Linked DNA regions of Callithrix jacchus: region 1 is linked to region 2. The links are chromatin contacts, called in public Hi-C maps. All regions are on one chromosome and are shown on one strand. The core of a region is the stretch at or near the end of the contact, and the rest is flanking DNA. Distances in the headings are between cores, read along the strand shown. Region 1 holds the start of CYTH3 (cytohesin 3). Region 2 overlaps CYTH3 (cytohesin 3).

Region 1 (4,572 bases), core at 1,721-4,220, 93 kb after region 2:
ACCTGTTTCAAAAATAAATACTTATCATGTGGCTCACGAGGTCAAGAGATCAAGACCATCCTGGTCAACATAGTGAAACCCTGTCTCTAACTAAAATATAAAAAATTATCTGGGCATGGTGCCGCCCGTCTGTAGTTCCAGCTGCTTGGGAGGCTGAGGCAGGAGAATTGCTTGAACCGGGAGGCGGAGGTTGCAGTGAGCGGAGATCACGCCACTGCACTCCAGCCTGGAGACAAAACAAGACTGTCTCAAAATAAAATAAAATAAATACTTATCCTAAGACTGCTAAATATATACGGTGTGTGTGTGTGTGTGTGTGTGTGTGTGTGTGTGTATTTTTTCTTTTTTTTCTTTTTGAGACGGAGTTTCGCTCAAAACTCAACCGTTGGCACGATTTTGGCTTGCCACAACCTCTGCTTCCCCAGTTTAAGCAATTCTTCTGCCTCAGCCTCCTGAATAGCTGGAATTGCAGGCATACGCCACCACGCCCAGCTAATTTTGTATTTTTAGTAAAGACGGGGTTCACCATGTAGGTCACACTGGTCTCAAACTCCCAACCTCAGGTGATCTGCCCTCTTCGACCTCACAAAGTACTGGGATTACAGGAGTGAGCCACCGCACCCAGTCTACCAAAAATATTTTTAAGTGTCTGTCACAAAGCAAGGGAGAAAGCTATTTATAAACTAAATCGATAAAAGTTAAAAGTTATTTTCCAGCACCTAACATGCTGGCTGGCATTTTACTGGGCAATCAATAAATAAATCTTCATTGTTGAATGTTCTGGTGAGGTGAATTAAATAATACACTTAAAACATTGATGTCTTTTATAAGTTTTTTCAAATTTGAAATACATGCTTATTCCAGAAACTTGGAAAACTTGAAAAAAATAAAATAATCCATAATGTCACCAGTTTTTACATTGTTTAACCCATGATGTATAAAACCGCTTATTTTAATGGTTGTAAAATACTTGAATAAACTTTCCATAATTTACTTCACCATGCCCCTACGGTTGGTATTGCTGTTTTCAATGTTTTGCTATTACAAACAGCATAATACACCATCTTTATACATGAGGTTTTTTTTTATTTTAAGGTTGCTTCCCTGTGATAATAATAACAGCCCAAGGACAGTTTTAAGACTTTTGATACTTAATATCATCCTTTGTTATACTATTCAAGATCTGCAAATTGCTGGAGCACACTAAAGCTTCCTTTTTTTCCTCTTTATCCCTGCTTTTATCTTCAAGTCTACATTTCTTTTCTCAGAGCCCAAAGTACAAAACAAACTGCCAAGCCAGCGAGCTGCCCTGACTCTAATGCCAAACGTCTGCATATTACAGTTGTTTGTCCTTCTTTTCTAACAAGAGAAAACTGCTCTGCCCAAATTATGACAGGCAGGAAACACGACCTCCACCGGGAATCCATTCCTTAGGATCTCGTGGCTCCAGACGGACAACCTGACTGTAGGAGGGTTTGCAACTGGGCTCCTTCGTTCCGCAACGCTCCCTTTTCATAAACACACCCACTCGATGCCACAGTGCTACCCCTAGCTTCAACTATGAGAACTGAACTCGCCAAATGCCATGACGGGTGCCAACTTCCCACCATCCTGGCTGCATCGCGTCTTTCAGCAAAAAGAATCTCCCTCTAAGCAGCACTTGAATTCTAGAAGGCACCTTGATGATGAACCACTTCATCCTGAAGCATTCAATACTGCTGATTCTTACAGGCAGCTGCTGCGGCAGCCTGTAATTAAGATTTCTCTAAACTGCTCCCTTATTACATGAGGTTCTGATGATTCTGATTTCTGTCAGCTCAAAGGAGATCTTTAGCTCAAAAAAAGCCAAAAATGAAAAAAGTCTAGAGAACCTCAACTTCGTCTGTTCCTGTAAAAACATAGGCATTAACCCTTTGCTTTCCAAAGCGAACAGCCACTCCATACAGACAGGCACGTTCTTCTGTTTTTAAAATCTAATTCGCAGCATGACCCAACAGTCATTTGTATTCCACGAAATAATTTCCAACAAACACGATTCCTCCAGTAAGAGGAAACCGAATGTCAGGCACAGACCACCTGGGGCACGTCGGGCACCGACCCGACCCACTTGGGAGCACATCTGGCTCTCCGGTCTCGCCTCGGTGCTGGGTGCAGCTCCTGACCCCCACCCTCCGCTCCATCGAGTTTTTTTGCTCACTCTGTCGCGTCTGCCGTTTCCTAAAACGCCTACCCCCACCTGGACTCCAGCTAGACCCCTCCCCGTTCGAGCAAATCCGGCGACCGTTTCTGACCCAAGCCAAGCAGCCTGTCACGCTTTCCAACCGCTCCCCCTGCCCTCCCCTCCTGTACCCCAGAGGAGCCCCCCATGCCAAACTTTCCCCTCCCGGTTCCCCACCGGCTCAGCCGCTTCCGCCCACCTGAGCTCAAAGGGGGCGTCCGAAACGCCTGGCTCCGGAGGGCGTGGACGCCCTTGGCGACAAGATGCGGGGAAGGTCGCCCCACAAGGTCCCCCGCCCCATAGGAGCGACCCCCGAACCTCCGCCCGAGACTCTGGGGCGACCCCGGCCCGCGGTGGCCCCGGCCTGGTACCGGGACCCTCGCCAGCGCTGGACGGCGACCCCGGCCAGCCGCTTCCCTCGGGCCCCCGAAGTCCCCGTCTCGGCCCCGGCCCGGCGCGCCTCAGGCCTCCAGCAGGCGCCGCCGCCGCCCCAGTCCCAGTCTCCTCAGGCGGACGCCGGGCCGGCGCCGCGCCCGCGACCCCCAGCCCCCGGCCCCAGGCCGCCGGCCAGCCCGCCACACCTCCGACACTCACCGCCCTCGCCGCCGCCGTCTTCATCCATCTTGAGGCCACTCCCGCAGCCGGCAAGCCCCGGGCGGACGGCAGAGGGGCCGCGGGCGGGGGACGCAGCCAGAGGTAGCGTGCGGGCGACCGGGCGGCTCCTCAGCGCGCAGCCCGGGTCGCAGCGGGGCCTCCTCCCGCGGGGCGGGGCCTCGCTGGTCGGCGTGCCGTCACGTGACCGACCCAGGGCGCCCCCCCCCCGGGGGTGGGCGGGGCGTGAGGCCGCACGGCCCCGCCCTCGGGAACCGGCCCGGCCCGGCGGCTTCTGCTGCTGTAGACCCGGCCCCTAGGGCGCCGGCGGACCTGAAGCGCGCGGAGCGAAGCTTCCTAGCCCTCAGCCTTTCAGTAGCCTGCGGACGGGCGTGGGGCCTCGGACACTGGAAACCACATTTTGCAAAACCCAGTGGTCAGGAGTGTAACTTGCACTTGCACTCGGGGTAAAAGATCAAAAAACGAACGCATTCAGAAGTCAGACCTGGCCAGGCTCGGTGGCTCACACCTGTATTCCAGTACTTTGAGAGGTTGAAATGGAAGGATTGCTGGAGACCAGAAGTTCGAGACCAGCTCCTGTAACATAGGGAGACCCTGTCTCTACAAAAAACATATTTAATTACCCGTGCATGGTGGCGCGTGACTGTAGTTCCAGCTACTGGGGAGGCTGAGGTGGGAGGTCAGGTCACTTGAGCCCAGCAGGTCGAGGCTGCAGTGAGTTATTGCACCACTGCACTCCAGCCTGGGTGATAGAGTGAGACTGTCTCAAAAAAAAAAAAAAAAAAAAAAAAAAAAAAAAAAAGGAAGAAAAAGGTCAGGCCTTCTCCTTCCTAAGATAGGCATGTCAGAATAATTCCAGCCTTTCAGCTGTCTCATATATAATAGAGGCTCTCCTTCCCTGACGGTGAGTGCATTTTTAAATTAACAAAATGCAGAGCTTCTAAATGAATGCTGTCGTGAGGCTGGATCGGCATCCCAATCCAACACACCTGGGGCTCAGCCCTCAAAGGGCATTGTAGGGGTTGGCCAATCTGGCGGCAGATGCCCTTGGAGTTTAGCGCCAGTATCCCTTGGAGAGCTGCCAGCTGCCCTGAATTTATGATGCAGAAGGAGCTCTGAATTCAATTTCCCTTGGGCAAAGCAAGGGTCCTCAGCGCAAGCCTCCTGGGCACAAGGCCTCGGCTGGCCCCTGCTCCACATCGATGGATCTCTTCTCTCATTCCCCATATCTTGCTTCCAGTAACTCCTGAAGCATTGCTTGTGGCCTCTCCCAAGCCTTTCTGCTGGAACTAAATTGCATTACAGAAAAGCAAACATTGTAATGGAGGAGATAGTTCATCTCTAATATAATTTTCCAGCAACTGTTTTATATTTATAAGCTGTCCATTGAACCAAAGGATCCTTCCGTTGTCATCTATCAAAGTGGAATAGCTGTCACCTTTTGGTTCAAGGTTGCGAGATGATTTCAGAGTTAAATCTCCTAATAACCTCAAGAATTAAAAACCAAGCATTCTGGTGCAACCAAAGCCACGAGGGACACTTTCTTTTTTTTTTAAAGACAGGGTCTCACTCTGTTGCCCAGTCTGTAGTGCAGTGGCCCAAATGATCCTCACACTTCAGCCTCCCAAATAGCTGGTACAGGCTACCAGGTGTCCACTAATTTTTGTATTCTTTTATAGAGAAACAACCTTGCCATGTTGCCCAGGCTGGTCTCAAACTTCTGGACTCAAGCGATCCTCCTA
Region 2 (4,525 bases), core at 809-3,308:
CTTATATACTGACATAAATCTGGACTTTAAAAAAACATCTTTTATCAAGAAAGAGATGTTCGGTAAAAAAATTTTTAAAAAACACCTTTTAAACAATCAGTTTCTCACTTTAACATATAAAGTTTTGCTTGTTTCCTTGCATGTCTTTCCTTTTTGATCCTGTATAATCGTTTCTTGTCTTGAGGTATCATTCTCCAACTACACAATTCCTAGAAATCAGAGAAGTCCTTCTGTGTCTGAACATGTCTTTACTCACCTTCTCTCATGAGTGATAGGACAGACAGAATTCTGGGTTTTAAGTCACTTTTCCTCAGCACTGCTTCACTGCCATCTTTGATCCAGTGTTCCCTGATAAGCTCGCTATGCTCATTTCTTCTTAGGTAAGCTGATCTTTCCTTACTGGAAATTTAATGAATTTCTCTATCCATGAGTTTTACAATATTTTATTTGAAACATCTATGTGTAGAAGCCTTTTAAATTTTTATCCAGCTTGGCATGTGGTGGGGCCTTTGAATCTAAAGATTTTTCTTAGTTCTAAAATATTCCAAGATTTCTTTGAGATATTTCCTCTCCTCCATTTTTCATTCTCTCCTTCTGAGACTTCTATTAGATGAAATTTGGGCTGCTGGACCCATCTTGTATGTTTTCTTGTAGTTCTGCGCAAATCTGGATAAAGAATTCTTAAACTCTCTTTTAGCACACATCCACTCTTCAGCCACATCTTCTCCATGTGCTCAAGAGATTACGTGATAGACCTACTTTTCATTTCCAAGGTTCTTTTTCACAACCCCTAATTTTTGTATTATGGATAAGAAATGTCCTATCGTATCTCTTTGATGATATTTATAATGTACACAAATATCCTACTTTAAAAAGTTTCCTTTATTATTTCTTTTTTGCTTTTGTTTTGTTTTTTGAGATAGAGTCTCACTCTTATCGTTCAATGCTAAGAATACAATGGTGCAATCTTGGCTCACTACAACCTCCACCTCCTGGGTTCAAGCAATTATCCCGCCTTAGCCTCCTGAGTAGCTGGGATTACAGGCACCCACAACCACAACATGCTAGTTTTTTAGTATTTTTTAGTAGAAATGGGGTTTCACCCTGTTAGCCAGGCTAGTCTCAAACTACTGACCTCAGGCGATCCACCCACCTCAACCTCCGAAAGTGCTAAGTACAGGCATGAGCCACTGGCCTGCTTCTTCTTTTTTAAGAGACAAGGTCTCGTTCTGTTCACCAGGCTAGAGTGCAGTGGTGTAATCACAGCTCACTGCAGCCTCAAACTCCTGGGCTCAAGCAATCCTCCTGCCTCAGCCTTCCAGTAGCTGGACTACAGGCACATTTCACCACATCCAGCTTGAAAAAGGCTTTTTTTTTTTTTTGTAAGAGACAAAGTCTTACTGTCACTCAGGCTGGAATGTAGTGGTGCAATCATAGTTCATTATAGCCTCAAACTCCTGGGCTCAAGTGATCCTCCCACCTTAGCTTATCAAGTAGCTGGGACTACAGGTACATACAACCATGCCTGGCTGAATTTTTTAAAAACTGGGGACCTCACTATGTTGCCCAGGCTGGTTTTGAACTCCTGAGCTCAAGCAATCCTCCCTGCAAGGCGTCAGGATTACAGGCATGAGCCACCCTCCATGCCTCTGTTGTTTCTATTAGATCTGTTTCCTCCAGCCTTAGTTCTGTTTGTCCAGTTTCATGTCTCTTTCATGGTATAGGTTTCCTCAAACATTTGGTGATGCTTGGTAGGTGTTTGTCTTTGTATTTAAGGGTCCCTGTTTGTCTAACAGAATGCTGCCTGCTTCTGGTTTTCACTGCAGCAACCTCCAGTGATCTGGCAGAGGAGCAGGTCTGGCAGCGGATGGCTAGTCTCTGGAAGTTGATATTTCTCCTTCTTGGTCCTGCCACTCACCAAGAACGCTGCCTGTTTTGACGGACTAAGGGCTCCCTCTTGCTATTCCCAGCTGGAGACACAATCGCTGCTAGGCACAAGATCACGAAAGGGTGACCAGTCTCAGTCCCTCCTACAGTCCTATTCCCTGAACGTACCTCCTTTGTGCTCAGGGAACCCTGATGTTGCTCTCACCACCCATGGCAGTTCTTTCTTGTGTGTGCTGTGGGCACTGCTTCCTTCTTCAATTGATCCCATTTATCTTCCTTCAGGGATTCCTCAATTTCTAGTCCACTGAGTGAACCCCTGCTTGTCATATAGATTTATATATTTTATTTAAGGCATTTCTAGGAAATCAGCAATAAAAAAGAGTCTGCAGAGCATTTTCAGCTTCCTTGATCGAATCAAACCTTCCATTTTACTCATTTATAAACTCAAGTGCTACTTCTAGAAATGATGCACCTGAAAGAAACCAAAGCTCCTTGTTTAAAGTGTTATCACTCTGAGACTTAGAAAACATCATCTTAGCCTGAAGGAATTTATTTACTCTGACAATGCCTTGTTTCACAATGTTACATGTTTAGTAGGGGTATGGGGAGGTAGATATAATTTTAAGTTTTGTCTGAAGGATGTGAGATCATCCACTGCAGCCAAGAAAAGAATGTCTGTGTCCCCCCACAATCCGTATGTTGAAACCCAAACTGCCATTGTGATGTTATCTGGGGATGGGGTCTTTTGGAAGTAATCAGGGTGACCAGGTACAGTGGCTCACCTCTGTAATCCCACCACTTTGGGAGGCCAAGGCAGGCAGATCACGACGTCAGGAGTTGAAAATCAAGCCTGGTCAACAAAGTGAAACCCCATCGCTACTAAAAATACAAAAAAAATAGCCAGGTGTGGTGGTGGGTGCCTATAATCCCAGCTACTCGGGAGGCTGAGGCAGGAGAATCACTTGAATCTTGGAGTCAGAGGTTGCAGTGAGCCGAGATTGTGCCACTGCACTCCAGCCTGGGAGACAGTGCGAGACTCTGTCTCCAAAAAAAAAAAAAAAAAAAAAAAAAGGAAGTAATTAGGGTTACATGAGGTGAGGTCTTGGCAGGGGTCCTGGTCTGATGGGATTTGTGCCCTTATAAGAACACCACTCTAGAGTTAGCAAGCTTTCTCTACTCCCCAACATGTGAGGACACAACAAGAACGTGGCTGTTAGCAGGCCAGGAAGAGAGCCCTCACCTGAAGCCAACCATGCTGGCACTCTCATCTCAAACTTCCAGTCTCCAGAACTGTAAGAAAATACATTTCCATTGTTTAAGCACCCCATTTGGGGTACTGTGTTAGGCAAGCTCAAGCAGACTAAGAAAAGTGCTATATCCAACTCTACAAAACCAAGGGACTTTGATAATTTTTCCCAGCAAAAGGCCACATGCAGACTCAATGTACCATCTGCTTTTATCAAGCAGCATAATTATAAATAAGTACAATCAGTAATCAATAGTTTTAAAATCTTTTAGGTGAAGAGGAACAAAAAAATGAAGCCTGGTGAGCAGTCTGCCACAGCCCAGGCAAAGCAGGTTATGCCAAATGTTCCATTATTGGAATGCTAAGCATGTGGGGGTTGTTTATATCCTACTGCCCAAGGTCATCACCAAGGTCTGATTGCAAAAATTCAAAAAATTGCAACCTCAGGCATAATGGGTTAAACACAGACCTCCCTGGCCGTGGCAAGCCAATGCCACAGGAATGACTGATTAGGGCTACATAGAAACCAACCCCAGGAGCTTCTACCCAGTGCAGCAGATAGTAGCAGTCACAGACTGCCTTGGAGTCAGGTTTCCTGCTTAGGACAGTGGCGAGTTCCTTGGCTGTTCTGTGCCTCATTTTCCCCAACTGTGAAAGAGGATTTAAAATGGACCCTCCCTAGCTCATAAGGTTACTGTAGGAACTTAAGTGTATTAACTAAAGTGCTTCCTCATGATGGTTCCTGACAGTGAGTTCTCAACGTGGGCCCTTATTATAAATCTGACATACGATATATATAAAACAGGAAGACAGGCAAGAGCCTGACAGGGAGGACTTCATAGGCATGAAGATAACTTTATGCTCGTGAAGCTAAAAACTCATGCACAGTGGTAGCATCGCTTTATTTTTTTTGAGACAGTCTCACTCTTGTCACTCAGACTGGAGTGCAGTAACGAGATCTTGGCTCATTGCAAACTCGGCCTCCCGGGTTCAAGCAATTCTCATACCTCAGCCTCCTGAGTAGCTGGGATTACGGACACCCACCAACACGCCTGGCTAATTTTGTATTTTCAGTAGAGACAGGGTTTCCCCATGTTGGCCAGGCTGGTCTTGAACTCCTGACCTCAAATGATCCACCTGCCTTGGCCTCCCGAAGTGCTGGGATTATAGGCATGAGCCACCACACCTGGCCTCAGTGGCATCCCTTTAAAAAATAAGTATTTATTTGTATGTATTTCATGAAATTAGTGTGCTGCCCTGTGCTGCACCACTTGGGTTCCCTTAAAACATAAGGTCCAGTTTTAAGAATATCCACTTTCATAAAGAATCCTGAGATGCTTCTAATGCTTATTAAATCTGCTGATCAATCTGACTCCACAGTTCCAATTCCTT

The links. Hi-C and Micro-C count contacts between places; a contact is called where the count stands out from the background.
Region 1: a Hi-C map of skeletal muscle shows a contact between it and region 2, with 2.7 times the contacts expected there. The contact joins the promoter of CYTH3 here to the enhancer-like site in region 2. A contact is called at or near these places in 2 of 3 Hi-C or Micro-C datasets (induced pluripotent stem cells and skeletal muscle).

What each region holds. Positions count from the first base shown.
Region 1 is chr2:15,993,587-15,998,158 of calJac240_pri, forward strand. CYTH3 (cytohesin 3) reads right to left here and starts at 2,971. Exons shown (of 15, transcript XM_078357624.1): 1 at 2,813-2,971.
Region 2 is chr2:15,901,668-15,906,192 of calJac240_pri, forward strand. It overlaps CYTH3 (cytohesin 3), which reads right to left. Exons shown (of 15, transcript XM_078357624.1): 6 at 3,128-3,177. Among named protein-coding and RNA genes, the nearest start is that of CYTH3, 93 kb to the right of the region's middle. Within about 2 kb of position 2,059, at least 1 of the 16 cell types and tissues checked has an H3K27ac peak or open chromatin away from gene starts, as enhancers often do. A contact at or near this core is called in skeletal muscle, where this site is marked.